Regions from separate parts of the Hordeum vulgare genome. Here region 2 is linked to region 1. The links are chromatin contacts, called in public Hi-C maps. All regions are on one chromosome and are shown on one strand. Each heading gives the region's core, a stretch centred on a gene start, on an enhancer-like site or on the middle of the called end of the contact. The rest is flanking DNA. Distances are from core to core; before and after follow the strand shown.

What was found. Hi-C and Micro-C count contacts between places; a contact is called where the count stands out from the background.
Region 2: a Hi-C map of leaf shows a contact between it and region 1, with 5 times the contacts expected there. The contact joins the promoter of LOC123446767 here to the promoter of LOC123449272 in region 1. A contact is called at or near these places in 3 of 6 Hi-C or Micro-C datasets (leaf and seedling) and 1 of 1 datasets of contacts at active chromatin or transcription factors (embryo).

Annotation. Positions count from the first base shown.
Region 1 is chr4H:526,120,056-526,124,429 of MorexV3_pseudomolecules_assembly, reverse strand. LOC123449272 (nuclear pore complex protein NUP155) reads left to right here and starts at 2,016. Exons shown (of 13, transcript XM_045126422.1): 1 at 2,016-2,294; 2 at 3,526-3,695. The coding sequence starts at 2,130.
Region 2 is chr4H:526,330,622-526,335,556 of MorexV3_pseudomolecules_assembly, reverse strand. LOC123446767 reads left to right here and starts at 1,929. Exons shown (of 5, transcript XM_045123311.1): 1 at 1,929-2,093; 2 at 2,181-2,434; 3 at 2,569-3,197; 4 at 3,300-3,815; 5 at 3,914-4,223. The coding sequence starts at 2,206. The coding sequence ends at 4,081.

The DNA.
Region 1 (4,374 bases), core at 767-3,266:
TACACCTATTGGTTGCCAACATGATCCCACATATGCTCAACCAAATCATCTTGCAACTGAATATGAGTTTTCTAATCACACATTTGATGATGAAACTAGGTGAACTGTGCAAACGATGCCGCTTCTCCGCCATGCTGAAGCACTGCATTGTCACCCTGAAACTCAAACCCTTGATTGTGGAGACATTTCAGACGCTCATCCTCTACGATCATACTGTGCATGATCACACAAACAATCATCACTTTCCACAACTTCCTGGTGCTCCAAGTTATAGCAGGATATCGAACTATGCCCATCAAGATTGCACAACACCAAAGGCACGTTCGACATCCTTCCTAGCACTCTCTTGCTCTTGGGAAAATGTTTCCCTCTTCTCTCCCAAAGGTTTGGAGATTGTCTTCACAATACTGGTCCACCGTGGATAGATTCCGTCAGCTAGATAGTATACTTTGTTGTAGTTGTGATCGTTAATGTTAACATTGACCGACGTGCTGTTGCCTTCGGCAAGCCTTGCAAACACCGGTGATCGTTGAAGCACGTTGATACCATTGTGTGATTCGGCCATGCCAAAGAAAGACTGTCAGATTGAGAGATCTTAAGAGGACACGACCTCAAGTATGACAGTGCAAGCCTTGACATGGCCCTTGAACTGGCCTTGCCAAGCAAAAGGACAGTTCTTCCACCCCTAGTGCATGCACTCTATGTTGCAAAGCATCCATCGGAAGCCCCGACTAGCATTGGTCGCCAACAAGCGGGTTGTGTCCCCAACAGTCGGCTCTCTCAAGTACCAAGGGCCAAATACTGCAATCACAACCTTCCAGAATCCGTACAACGACTCTAGGCACGTAGACTCACTCATACGGACGTACTCATCGATAAGATCATTGGGTATTCCATAAGCAAGCATCCGGATAGCTGCAGTGCATTTGTGATAAGATGAGAAGCCAATCTTTCCAATGGCATCCTCTTTGCACTCGAAGTAGTCATCGTATCCGTCCACCCCCTCTCGAATCTGGTTGAAAACATGCCTAGCCATACGAAAACGACGCCGAAATTTCTGATGTTTGAACATCGGATTGCTTGTGTCAAAGTAGTCCTTCCATAGAATAAAATGACCGCTCTCTCGATTGCGATTCAACGTGGGAACATGCCCCGGAATCGAGCCCTGGAACAACCGCCGCTGCCTATTAAGGTGGTCGTGGACCAACACGGCAAGCATCATCTCCTCATTGTCGGATAAGGAATCGTCAGAGTCGCACAAAACATTATGAAAAAAGAACTCGTCGGCACAATCCATTTGTACCTTGAGACAAACTGTCGAACAACTTGCGGGCGTGGACGAAGAAGCAGATCGGCAATGGTGGATTGGGTTCGGGGAAGCTGCGGTGGCCCGATGGCGTGGGTAGGCGTTGGGCACATACGGGAGGAGGCGCCGGAACTGGGCGGCGGTGGTGACGGGTTGGGGGCGAGGCGAGGGCTAGCTGTCGACGTTGTCGGTAGGGGTGGAGAACTACCAATGTGCCACCGACTCGTGGGCCAGGGGATGAAGAAAGCGCGCGTCGTCCGTGTCCGTTTTGTGTCCGTACCGACCTAAATCACGTTCAAAATTGAACCGAAAATGGATTAGCACGCACATGAAAAACGGACGCGCGTCCGTTTAGGTCGACACGTTGGACCGTCTTTTCTCTCTGCGCGGATCCAAACAAATGACGAACGAAATGGGTCGCCTCATTAGAGTTGCTCTTAGAATTAATTTTTTTCTTCAAAAAAGTGGGAGGAGCTCCGTTCGTCAAACCGAGGCTTCAAAACCAGGCTCAGTTCGAATGGCACAAACGGAAAACGGACCCCGACCGAGCTCGTTCACAACCACGCCTACCGCAAAAAGCTGCGCCCGGGGCCGGGCCCACCGGTGAGTTTCACGGGAAGGGAAGGGAAGGGGAAGGGGAAGGGAAGGGGAAAATCCCCCTCACGCGCCACTGCAAAATCCAGACCCCGCCCACGAAAACCTCAAAACCCCAACTAAACCAAACCCCGCCGCGCACCGTTCCCCACTGCCCGCCCCCCCTACTTGCGCTCTAGGGTTTTCCGCCGTCCCCCGCCCCTCCTTCCCGCAGAGGCGCGGCGCTCCGATGATGGCGTGGGCGGAGGACGAGGCCATCGGCCCCGACGTCGCCTCGGCGGGGCTGCACGTCTCGGAGCGGATCGGCCGCGACGCCGCCGCGCAGCCCGACCTGGAGGAGGCGCTCGAGGCCTCGCGCTACGCCTCCCACCCTTACTCCTCGCACCCCAAGGAGGTAACCCCCCCGCCACCGCCCGCGTACTGTCTTCTAGGGTCTGTGCGCGCCCGAGTCGTTGATCTGCAGCAGCGTATGTTTTCCTTTTCTGGCGGAGCTTCGCGTGGGTTAACTAGTACAGTACTGGGGGATTCGTGGACATTTTTTTTAGTCTTTCCGTTCTCCCTGCTGGGTGGACTTTGGGTTGGAAGCCGTCGAAGGCTGAGGTGAACACCGTGTAGTTGAAATTGGACCTGCTTACTTGGAGCTTGGTAGGAAATTGAGGTGATTTTTTTCCATAAACGCAGTGCCGTATCATTTTGACAAAATTGGCTGTCTATGGGAAACTTTGCGGCGAATCCTGTGGAATTTAAGGTAAAAATTCCGGGAAACAAGCTTAAATTGTAGCTGTGCACGTTTGACAATTTACATGGGAGACTAAATCAGGGGGTTCTAGTTTTTTTTTTGACTTAGTGATCTGGGGTTGAACACAACAGGAAAATAATACAATGTTTGCGACGTTGCTTATCACTGTGTGAGGCAGTGAGCTTCCTTCTTTACTAAGATTCATTCATGAGCAGGCCTAGGTATATAAGTGTTTAAGCTTGGCAACCAATCAGGGAAACCGCAAAGGGTGCATCTGAGCTCAAGGATAGGAGAGCTTAATCATGTCTCTATGCAAGCTCATTGCCATTATACAATACTATTTAACAGTAGACCTTCTAACACTAGAGGTTATTCAAATGTTTCTTTGCCCACCCACTTTAACTCTTTTAGGTGATGAGCATCCTTCATTTCTGGCGACGGATTCAAGTTATAGCTGGAACAAAATTAAGGATTTAGGGGCTATCTTTTTCTTGCTTGTTCCTGTGGGAATAAAAAGGTGTGGTGGATATGTCCCTGTTCAGTTCTAACATATGAGGAGTTTCACCTGAAAGCTTGGGGACCCAGGATTTTTTTGCCTCAAATGCAGTAGATCCTTAAGTCTTGTTAATCAATAATTTTCATGATACTGGATAATAATTGTTAGTATTAGTGATAGAGATCTTTCCTTACTCCTTGAGTGTGAAAAGTGCACATTTGCAATCACGTAAATACATTGGTTTTGTAAGGCCTCGTCTTTTCTACCATCTGTTTGTGTTCTAAGTTATTCTAAAGTTATTATGAAAATGTCACATTTTGAACTTAATTTTTTCGCCTTTATTCTTTTGAATTTGATAACTATGTAAGATACTTTTATGTTATACTGCAGTGGCCTCCTCTGGTGGAAGTTGCAGAAACTCGGCAGCTTCCTCCTATGCTGATTGAGAGATATAATGCAGCTGCTGGTGAAGGAACAGCACTTTGTGGAATATTTTCTGAAATACACCGGGCTTGGGCAACCGTTGACAATTCATTTTACGTTTGGCGCTTTGATAAGTGGTAATTCATTATCTTTGCTTGTTCATTTCCCTTTTGCTGACACACACCTTAAGCTAAAAAATGCTAGCAGCTAGCTGTACCTTATGATGTGACTCTTGTTACTTTGAATCTCAAAGTTCTTGCCATTGTTATGAATAGTTTGCCAGGTGCAGCACAGTTACTCTGTAAAAAAAAGTCCTAGAGAATGCCTTAATCTTGAACAGTTCTTATCGGTCTGCATATTAAACTGAGTTAACTGTGTGATGAGCCTACGATGTGTTATTTTCTGTACACTTTGGAGTTGCTTGTCTAACTATGCAACCATACTTTTTTGACCATTGATCTTAATGTATTATTGGGTGGGGGGCTCTGTAACCAGCCACCTCTATTAAGCCAAGCATCTATTGTTGTCTACGAAGTTGTACCTTCTTTTATTGTACGTCACATTTAGGCAACATGACTGTTAGTAGGTGTTGAAAATTATCTTCCTGTGTATGTATGTGTAACCGCATAGATGGCAAAGATCAGGTAGTCAGCAAAAGTATCTTCACCTTTATATAGTTAAATTAAATTTATTGGTTAGCACAAATGATATTAGGCTCATTAAAATTCTTAGTAGCCCCCCCCCCCCCCCCCCCCCCCGCGCCGCGGTGATAGGCCATGTTTGCGGTTAACCATGTAATACATGGCTTATGTATTT
Region 2 (4,935 bases), core at 680-3,179, 210 kb before region 1:
ACCTAGCCAAGGTGACTAGTCAAGGTGGTGATGAAGATCCGTTTCGGGTGTAGATCGCATCGAAGCCGATCCAAATTCCCATTGAACCACGACAATTACTAAAAGAACCTGTATGGGTGACCAATGATGGAGCTAAATCTAACGGATCTTGGGTATGGGTACCGAGGTGCAAATCTTAGTTTAATGATAAAATGACAAACGAGGCATGATGTTTACCGAGCTTTGGACTCTCTTGAAGAGGTAAAATCCTATGAGCTTCTTTTCTTGTATTGATTGTGTTGGAGTACAAAGTACAAGATGATCTATGTCGAGATTGTATGTGTGAATCTAACTTAACCTATGTGAGATGATCTATTAACTAGTCTAACCTTAGTTTATACAATGCACGAGAGACCTAGAATAACATGAGTGCTCATCCTATGCACCAAGTCTTGTGGAATCGTTCTTGTATACGTCATGGGTTATCCGAAGAGGCCCGGTAATTAATCGGCATGGGATCCTCAGCCCGGCCCTACTGGACGGGAGACAACATGGTGTATAACCCCTAGTCTAGGACACCATCACGAATGTTGATTTCAAGCGGTACTAGCGGATCTTCTTATACTTGTCGTCTTTACTTTTGGAGTTGCCTAATAAAAGACCAGATTAAGTTGATTTAAAAAACACATGTACAAAAATCCAAAGATGAAAGGATTCTCTTTAAAAAGCACATAAGGTGGGGTGAACGTTCGCAATGTTGGTGGAAGGACAGGGCGGACGAGGAACCTTACGTTCTTTTTAGGTAAGAGATATAAGTAGGAGAGATATACAGTCGTAATCAAAAGGAAATACAGACATAATCATATGAAATAAAAATATATTTTCTTTGGTAATCCAATAACTTCTTATCAAGTACATGTTGAACAAATAAAATCCTAAAGTTTATTTAGGTAGCTAAATCACGGGCATGATTTCATAATATTTATCTACACAATCACATTAATATGGGTGGATACATACTATTGTACTAGAATATTTATACTCTTGTTGCAATGCAATATCTTGTATAACAAAACTTTAATTCAATAGATTTGCATATATTTGCAATTATTATTGATCAGTAGGCAGTTTAAAGTGATAATGATATCTACTACTTCCTTCGTCGCGGTTTAGAAGGCGTGCTTGGTAATTCTGTGGAACATATGTGGTTATTGATTGACTGATACTACCGCGGCAGAGTTTAAAAGGCACGCACGTGTACCTAGGTCGTTAATTTGACTTATATAAAATCTATTGTTCAATATAAAAATTATATCATTAGAAAATAGAACATCTAAAGTTTTTAATGATATATTTTTGTAATATATGCTTATCATAAAGTTGGTCAAATTGACGACCTAGGTATACGTGCCGGACTTATAAACTGAGGTGAAGTGAGTAGAAGTAGTACAACGTAGTACTAATTGGCTGCTAGGAGTAAATTCAATGCGTCATAAACCTTGTCTATTATAAAAATGCACGTAAATTTAATCATGTTTTTTAAACTGTGACGGATGTAGTATTAATAAATAATATTAAATGGAGGTTGGTTCCTTCTCCTCTCCTCCACACACACATGCAAATTAACCAACACCTTCGCTGACTTCGTATATTTTTTTAAGATTTATTATTCGAAGACTAATGTGTTAGTTTTACTCTAGCAAAAGATCATTTTATTTTCCCCGCTATTTTGACAACCCATCTGCCGCCAATAGAGTTCCTCACAACGAGCGATGAAGACTATTTCATCTCAAAGCAATATCTGGATCGCATGTAGGTGTTCAACAGTTATCCGGTGAATGCACAAAGCATACCAGCAACTCATCCACACCAAGTCAAGCCTAAAGAAACGGACAAGCATGTATATATATAGCTAAACCGAAGTGCCCGTGACATTCCCAAGGCGGCGCATCTCTCAACTGCAGGCGGCGGAGGAAAAAAAAAGTGTCAAAATGGATCGACCAAGCAGCTGCCTCCCGTAGCATAGCACACCGGCACTTCTCGTCGACAAAGCATCTTCTCCACTGCGCTCTGCTTTTTTGACACATACACACACAGAGCCCTTTTGTCTTAACGTACACTGGTCTAGTGCTGATCAGCCCACCGCCCCACCAACCGTGGCCATCATCGCGTCGATTGATCTTTACCCTCTGCATCTGCAGAGCTGTCCGTCGACCCGTTTCCCCAATGGCTGCGCGGCTGGCCAAGTCCCTGCTCGTCGTCCTCTTCCTCTCGTCCTGCTCTGCCGCCGTGGCCATCCGGACGCATGGCCGTGGCTACGTGTCGGCGGTCGGTGACCCTGGCATGCAGCGCGACGGCCTCCGCGTGGCCTGGGAGGCCTGGAACTTCTGCAACGAGGTCGGCCAGGAGGCCCCCGGCATGGGCAGCCCGCGCGGCGCCGACTGCTTCGACATCGGTAGGAGCTCGCATTCCCTTGGCTTGCTCTGAATCAGAATTGCAATTCCGTCGAGACATTCCGTTGCTACGCAGATCTGGACGGAAACGATGCCGATCTCTATTCTCTGTTAAAAAGAGTCGATTGTGATGCAGCGGCCACCGACGACGAGCAGGGCCAGCCCGTGTACAAGGTGGTGCACCGCGTGACCGACGCCGACAACGCCCTCCGCGCCGGCGACCCGTTCCCCGGCACGTCGTCCAACTCCACCGTCATCGACACCGACCGCTACGCGGCGGCGAAGGAGCTCTACCTCGGGGACCGGTGCCAGGTGCCCGACAGCCCGGTGCCGTGGCAGTTCTGGATGGTGATGCTCAAGAACGGCAACCTGGACACGACCGCGGCCATCTGCCCCGACAACGGCCGCCCGGCGCGCCCGTTCCCGCAGACCTCCCGGTTCCCCTGCCCCGGCGGCACGGGGTGCATGAACCAGCCGCTGGTGTTCCACAACCGCACCGCGCTGGACGATGCCGGCCGGTGGCTCCGAGGCGGGCTGTTCGGCACGTACGAGCTGGACGCCACGGATCTTGGTCGCAACGACGTGTCCTACTACTCGGTGGTGTGGGAAAAGCAGGTCGATCCGGCGGCCGGCGCCGGCTGGGTTTTCCACCACAAGCTGCGCACGTCGGCAAAGTACCCCTGGCTGATGCTGTACCTGCGGTCCGACGCCACCAGGGGCTTCTCCGGCGGCTACCACTACGACACCAGAGGCATGACAAAGATAGTAAGCCGTTATTCGTTTTTACTGTTACCAGATTTTACCTGATGACGTTGCTATATCTGGCTTGTGTAACCTGAAAAATTTGTCTCTCTCTCGCCTTGTCAGGTGCCGGAGTCACCAGATTTCAAGGTGAGGCTGACGCTGGAGGTGAAGCAGGGCGGGGGGCCCAACAGCCAGTTCTACCTGATGGACATGGGCAGCTGCTGGAAGAACGACGGCGCACCGTGCGACGGCGACACGGCCACGGACGTGACCCGGTACAGCGAGATGATCATCAACCCGGAGACGCCGACGTGGTGCCAGCCGGGGCGCAGGGACCAGTGCCCGCCGTGGCACACGTTCCGCAACGGCACGCGCGTGCACCGCGACGACGCCGCGCGGTTCCCCTACGCCGCCTACCATGTCTACTGCTCGCCGGGGAACGCGCGGCACGCCGAGCAGCCGACGACCTACTGCGACCCCTACAGCAACCCGCAGCCGCAGGAGATCCTGCAGATCGTGCCGCACCCGGTGTGGGGCGAGTTCGGCTACCCCACGGCCAAAGGACAGGGCTGGATCGGTGACCCCAGGGCATGGGAGCTCGACGTTGGCGCATTGTCGCACGCGCTGTATTTCTACCAGGTACCGTTGTCTATCCTCTTCATCATGTGACTGTTTCTCGTCCACGATCTGGGATGCGGCTATGTAGATCAACGATGGCTCTCCGTGTATGTTTGCAGGATCCGGGCACGCCGCCGGCGAAGAGGCAGTGGTCGTCGCTTGACGTCGGCACCGAGATATATGTCAGCAAGAATGCGGAGGCGGAGTGGACGCTGAGCGGGTTCGACATTCTGGTACCCAACAAGTGTATCACGTCACAAGGGGGAACCGTCAGTAGTTGTTGGTAGTGTAGGTGGAAGGTCATTCTCCCATCTCAAGAAGAAAGGCCATTCTCATACGTAGCATACGCTTTGAAGCAACATGCACGTACGACGCATCTAACAGATTGAGTATATCATTTCTTTTCGAATGGATGTCCTGGTTGAACAACCATACAAGCCCACCAGCATTTGTTTTCAGAGAAAAGGACATCTCTAGCGCAGCTCACAAAATCCCTACTCCTAAAGAAGCAGTTCATAGGTTGTGGTTCGTCCTTTCTAAGTTCGTTTTCGTGGTCCACCTCCCCTCGTACGAGCTCCTTCCTCCCCCATCGATTTTTATTTCCCCGCAAAATGCAGAACCGCTGGAAAGAAAACCCCCCAAAAGACCAACTGATACACACGTCCTCGCTCCCTCGATCCCTAGCGAGCCGGAGAAACCTTTCTCCTCTACCACGCGTCCCCCCTCCCCCCGCTGGCGACCTGGGTGCCCTAACCTAGCCGCCGGCTTTTGCCCCTATTCCCTCCCTCCATCCCCGTCACCGCCGGGCAAAGCCCGCGTGGTGCCGACGGCGTCGGGATCTCTCGTGACCTTAGCTGGAGCGGTGGTCGCGGGAGGGGGGGGGGGGGCTTCTTCGGCCGGACGGCCGATCTCGGTGGTCTGTTGGCGTTGCGTCGCAACGGAGCGGAGTGCGCATGCCGTCGGCGGCTTGGTGCTTCCAGCCGCGAGGGAGTTCGTGCCTGTCCAGATCCCTGCGTGCGCGAGATGAGGATCGATGTTCGGCGCTCGGCGAGAGGCCCCGTGGCGCGACAAGTCGGGCGACGCCTGGCAGCGATGGGTGGTCCGTTTATGGTGGCGGCGGCGCTTGGTGGAGGCGGCGGCA